2 separate regions of the Anas platyrhynchos genome follow, and region 1 is linked to region 2. A link is a contact called in public Hi-C data. All regions are on one chromosome and are shown on one strand. The core of a region is the stretch at or near the end of the contact, and the rest is flanking DNA. Distances in the headings are between cores, read along the strand shown.

Region 1 (2,923 bases), core at 153-2,652, 76 kb before region 2:
GTTTGGATTTATAGACTGAGTCTTCACAGAGGGCACAGACGAACACAGCATTCAAGACATTCACTTGTAGTAAACACACATGCATTTGACAGGCTACTAAATAAAGCTAACCTTTCTTTAGAGATCATGGCTCATGCATCTTTCAGGTAAAATATTAAGTGCACTAAAGTGTTTTCTATGCTCCATTATTTCAGTATGTAGGAAGATGCTTTGAGCTGAAAACATGAGTCTTAAGATTCCTCTACGTCATCAAATATTTGGCTAACCAAAACCAATGGGAAAATGTGGTAAGCATCTGTGGCAGCTCAACCTCCTCAAAAACACAAGTGTGACTGCTTTGTGCCTCTGTTTCCTTGTATACGAGAAATTCCTTATGCAAAAGTGAACCTGACCAGAGGTAGGAGTTAGTGATGGTCAGCTTTAGAGGTCTTTTCTATTCTTCACTGAATTTCTGCTCCACCTGTTGGGCCTGCTGCCAGCTGGGAAATGCTGCAATGTCCTCAGCAGAAAGATGCTTTCACAAGATGGTTAATAAACCTTGAAAGCCATTGCCATCATGACAGTAGACTTGGGTCTATTGTGGGTCACTTGGAGCCTCCCTCTCCAGAAATGCTTACAGCCCATGTCTGAGACATTGTGAATGACAGACATCCAGCAGGACAGTCACAGAGAGTCAGGTCCATCTCCACCTGAGCTAGCAGGTGTCTTGCAGGACTCATCCTCTTCTAGGGAACAAGTGAGTGGGGAGAACAGACAGTTCCCTGCAGGCTCTGGAGCTTCCCAGCCTTCTGTCTGTTTTTGCCAACTTTAATGGTTTTTGCATTGCTGAAGTGACCCACAGGTCAAAATAGCAAATAGCTCATTTTCCTCCCTAGCACAGGAGCAAAGGAACAGGTCCTCGTCTAACCCATCTGGACCCAGCATCACCACAGGAAGAACAGGCGGGATGTTTCATGGGTGGCCTCAGTGCCTCTGGCAGGGTCTCCTGAAAGGTATATCTGGAGGGCAGGTTTCCTACATCATCCAGGAATCCCGTCCTTCTCTTTTTCCTGAGCTGTGTACGTGTGGGGGTTGTCTGCTCCCCAACAGCCTGATCTGCAGCCTGCTGGTGCCAAGGGTGGCTCTGAGGAGCTGACTGAGCACCCCTGGGTTCACCAGCTCTGCAGTGTCATTCTTGTGGGGTGGCAAAGCCAGCATCAAGTCTTTCCTGCTTTCCTGTAATGCTACCACAGGAGAAGTAGGCTTTGGCTGTTTCTCTGCCCTCCATTTTGTGCTTCATTTTCCCTTGCTGGAAGGACAGAGCCCAGCTCTTCCCGCAGGGCCTCCTCCTGCCCTGAGGGACCGGTCCCCCTGCTCCTTCTCACCCGCCTGCGGTTGGCCCCGGCCAGGCTGCCGCTGGAGGGCAGGGCTGGACAGCCGATGGCCCGCGGTGGAGCAGCCTGCTGGGAGCTCCCAGAGCAGTGCAGGAAGTCAGCGTGGCTTTTAAAGAAAAATAATAATAGTAATAATAATGTGTTTTAAGCTGGTTTTGCTCTGGAACCCCTGGTTAAACCTGCAGTTCCAGCTCCTGTACCGCCCACAAGGTGACGGTGCTCTCTGTGCCTGACCTGCCAAGGAGCAGCAACTCCCTGGCTGTAAAACCCGTGGCCACACTGCTGTCACCCTGGCTGTAAAACTCGTGGCCACAGTCCTGCCAGCTGCTGGCCCTCCTTACCCTCACCACCCACCACCAGCATTGCCCTTGAGCTGTCCCCAGCCGCCACAAGCGTGAGGCCAACACCACACGCTGGGATGGGGTTTGCATGGGCACCAAGCAGGAGCAGCCTGCTGCTGGAAGCATGTGCTCCCTGTGGTAGGTCAGGTCACACACACAGCATGAGAGAGCTGCCTTTTGACAGCAACATAAACTGGAAATGAGAGTTGTAAAAGTCTCCTGGGATAAGAGTTTTCGTTTGTTTCCTGGTTACCATCAATTTGTGATGCAATGCCGGACTTCTGTTGCTTGCATAGGAATTGCCTAAGAGTCTGCTGAGATTCACAAAGGCTATGACCAGAACAAGACATGGCTGACCCAACAAAAGCAATCCTCAAGACACCACACAGCTTTGGCAGCAATGTGGTGCTTTCCCTAGTACCCAGCATAGAAGAAGATTACTGTCTAAGCCTATCAGCTAACAGCATCTACTGTTATTTATCTTGCACCAAAGTAGATCTCTGCAACAGAAAAGGTCTCATGGCTAAGAGTTCCACTGAGGTGCAGTTCTTGGACCTGGAACTGTTCAGCATTTCTGGGGTGTTCAATAGCTGGACTGCAGCTAGGTAACTGCAGCCTGGTATTGCCACTGCTCAGTGCTGTTTCCACTGTAGGCTGAAGAAAACTTGGGGTTAACCTTGGTGCTGCCATCTTTCCTCCCCCCAGCACTTACAGACCTCTGCCACTACTGGTACCTCCTCACCTCCTTCCCAAGTCCTTGCCATGGGCAGATCGTCTTTCCCGGCTCTTCCCTTTGCCTTCCTCAGTGCTGCTCCTTTCTCAGCCATACTTCTGCACTTTGCAGCTTCCATGCAGAGCCAAGCTGGTAATACAGCGGCACTGTGCTTTCTGCAGTGCACTTTTTATATAGCCATATTCACTGGTGAGCTGTGACCTGCTTGCTCTATCCCTGTCAAAGAGACACAAATCAGCCCTGAAATGTGTGCTGACTAAAATCCTCCAGGCAGAAGAACCCTGACCATCAGTGTACTTCTGTTCTTGCATCTAACTGAGCTGGTTCATGAGCTGCTGCTGATTCAATGTCTGAAACATCCAGCCCTCATTTATCACTTTTGTGACAAAAATTAGTGCTGAAAATAACTCACAGTTTGGGGCACAATGTAGTCTGTTGAGGCACAGATGATACATCCCACCATCCCACAACTGAGA
Region 2 (2,700 bases), core at 8-2,507:
AGTTTTACCTTAGATATGGAAGGAGGGATAAACAAGCATTCAATTTTGCAAAGGTGAGGTTAAAAATCACCAGCTTGTTTGGTGGAGGTGGAGGGACAAGTTAAAGAAAATAAACCAATCTGAGCACTGAAAACAAGGGACTTCTTTGGAGAACAGGAAATCTACAAAGACAATAGTTATTTAAATCATGCAAACCTTGTGATCATTGTTTCCATAACATTTGCAGTGACACATAGGTATGAGCATCTGGTCACCATAAGCAAGTCAAGTACAAAATATTAACATGTCCTCTGTGTTCACAACCTGTACTCATTTCTAGCTTTCCCTGTAGACCAAACTCTGTCATAGAAGGGATCAGGTAGTCTTGAAACAGGAAACAATTTCAAAGAAAAATAAGCTGAAAGCTGCTGATGTAGATGTTGTTTATGGTCTGGCCCCAGAAAGCAGTATTTTGGTACAGATTTGCAGAACCCTGCTAGAATGGTATTAGTTATCAGGTACTAGGTATCAGTCTGCTAAGCCTATGAGTACACTATAGAGCTGGGAGCAGTCATACTAAGCAGTAGGTGTTGGATCAAGATTTTAAACATATCTCACTCAAATATTTTTATTTCTTGAAAGAAGAAAAGAAGATTCTAGTACTTACAGAGATGAGTTATTTTTTGTGGGGAGAACTCTGCTATATTTGAGCTGAAAAATGACTAAAAATCAAGATAACATTTTTTGAGTTTAACTAAACACTTGTATGTTACCCAAACTTTTCATGAAAATGAAGGCCAGCGCTAGGTTGAGGCAAAACAGTTGCTTTCTGCCAGAAAAGTGATTACATCTAAACATTACTGGAATTGAAAACAGAAGGTTATATTAAAAACTTTCAACTGGAGTCCTGTTAGATGACACCCTCCTTGTAAATCCTGGAATCTTTTACCCGGGGTTCTTACCTGCCTGTCCTTATCTGTCTGACTTTTGTTCTTAAAACACAGTTTCTACTTTCTCTGAGTCATTTAGAATTCTGAATACTCAGAAAAACCCAGCAGAACCTCTTCTAAAATCTGTGGCAACATATCATTGTCATTTACGATGTAAGATGTAGGGACTCACCATTCTCGTAGAATTATGAGGTTTCCAGTAAGGAACCAGCCTGAAGGAAGTTCATCTTGTCCAAGAACTTATATAGAGAGGAAACATCTGATACCAGTTCTTGAGCAAACTGAACATACATGAATAACTCCAATAAGGTTTCTGCAAAATGACCTCATGCAGTGGAGATTATTAAAATAAGCCAATTATACTCAGGAAGGTTTGGTTCTGAAAGGCACTGATGAAATAGGTGTGGCTTTTGTTCCACTCCACATTTAGAAGGGAGCTATGGGAGGTACTTCAGAAGGAATTTCAAGCCTGAGAGGAATATTTAATGCACTGAAAAACCCATTAGGGACTGTGTGGTTGTGGCTGTTGCTCACACCAATATTTTCATGCTTAATTTGAACCATCTAGATTTTAAGAGACAAATTTTGAGCAATTTTTCATCTTTCTTGTTCATCAGATGCAGGAAGGCTCTTGTGGAAAAGGAGTGGTGGTTGAAAGGATTATGTGGAAAGATGGGTTTCTGTGAAGAGTAGCTGGCATCTATGAGCCCTTAAAAAAGGGTGCTAGATGACCATTTTCTTCAGTATTTACTTTTCCATCATTTAGAAGACCCAAGTGCTGAGGCCCTCTGTGTGTGCGGTAGGCAGTGTCAGGACAGACACTCTTAGTTTTTCACTATCAGTAATTTGATAGCGAAGGTGTCAAGAACAGATCTCTTTTGCTTAGTTTTGGTTTAGTTCATTCAGGTATTGCAGATTGTGTAGCTCTGATAGGAATGGGAAGGCTTCTTGTTAACAGGGCTACACAATTAGCAATACTTCAGCTATTCTGGCTGCCTAACTCTTTTGCCTCATTGTGTGGATTTGACAGTTGAGGTTAACTCCATGCTGGGGTGACTACTCCACTTCTACCCAAACTCCAGAGTTGAGAGCTCACTCAGGATGTCCATTTGAGAAAGCCAGCATTATTGCAATGCATGTCACAGTGTGACAACTCATAGGGGCAGCCTTCGCTGGCTTTCAACTTGGTAGGCTGGGTAAATTCTCATTGCAGCATGAGAAGACAGTGTTTTTGTAACTTCCCCGCTCCACCTCCCCCCTTTTTTTCTTCCAGTGTGTGTGTTTCTTTAGTTACAAGATCTTTCTTCAGGATGGGAGAAAAGACCTACAGAGTTTTCAGGTATTCTTAGGTTTGATAAAACTGCCCAGAATCAGCTTATAATTAATAAGCTGGATTTGGCAACATCGATGTATGCACTGTCCTGAAATGACTAGTACCACAGCCACATGGTTAATGCCCTTGAGCTCTAATCATTAATAAATCAACAGAACATGTTAGTCCATGAGCATAGGTACTGGAAATTTCTTTCCTGGCATCAGCAGAGTACAAATATCCACTTTAGATGTGTCACAAACATATATGAAACCAATTTCACAGTGTCATTGTGGTCTGGGATAGTTTTTCAGACGAGGTATTCCAGACCAGATGCATTGTTCTATTGAAGGAAATAAAAGACTCTGTAGGTTAACAAAAACATATATCCTGGTCCTTGGCCAAGGCCTTCTTTTGTGTTGGTTACAGTGAGGATGGAGAGAGTTCACATTCTTCCTT

The links. Hi-C and Micro-C count contacts between places; a contact is called where the count stands out from the background.
Region 1: a contact with region 2 is called in a Hi-C map of liver, with 1.7 times the contacts expected there. The contact joins the enhancer-like site here to the promoter of LOC101795347 in region 2. A contact is called at or near these places in 2 of 8 Hi-C or Micro-C datasets (liver and skeletal muscle).

Annotation. Positions count from the first base shown.
Region 1 is chr6:21,864,595-21,867,517 of IASCAAS_PekinDuck_T2T, reverse strand. No RefSeq gene overlaps it. Among named protein-coding and RNA genes, the nearest start is that of NPY4R2, 56 kb to the right of the region's middle. Within about 2 kb of position 1,402, at least 2 of the 8 cell types and tissues checked have an H3K27ac peak or open chromatin away from gene starts, as enhancers often do.
Region 2 is chr6:21,788,850-21,791,549 of IASCAAS_PekinDuck_T2T, reverse strand. LOC101795347 (beta-microseminoprotein) reads right to left here and starts at 1,257. Exons shown (of 4, transcript XM_005022212.6): 1 at 1,102-1,257. The coding sequence starts at 1,104.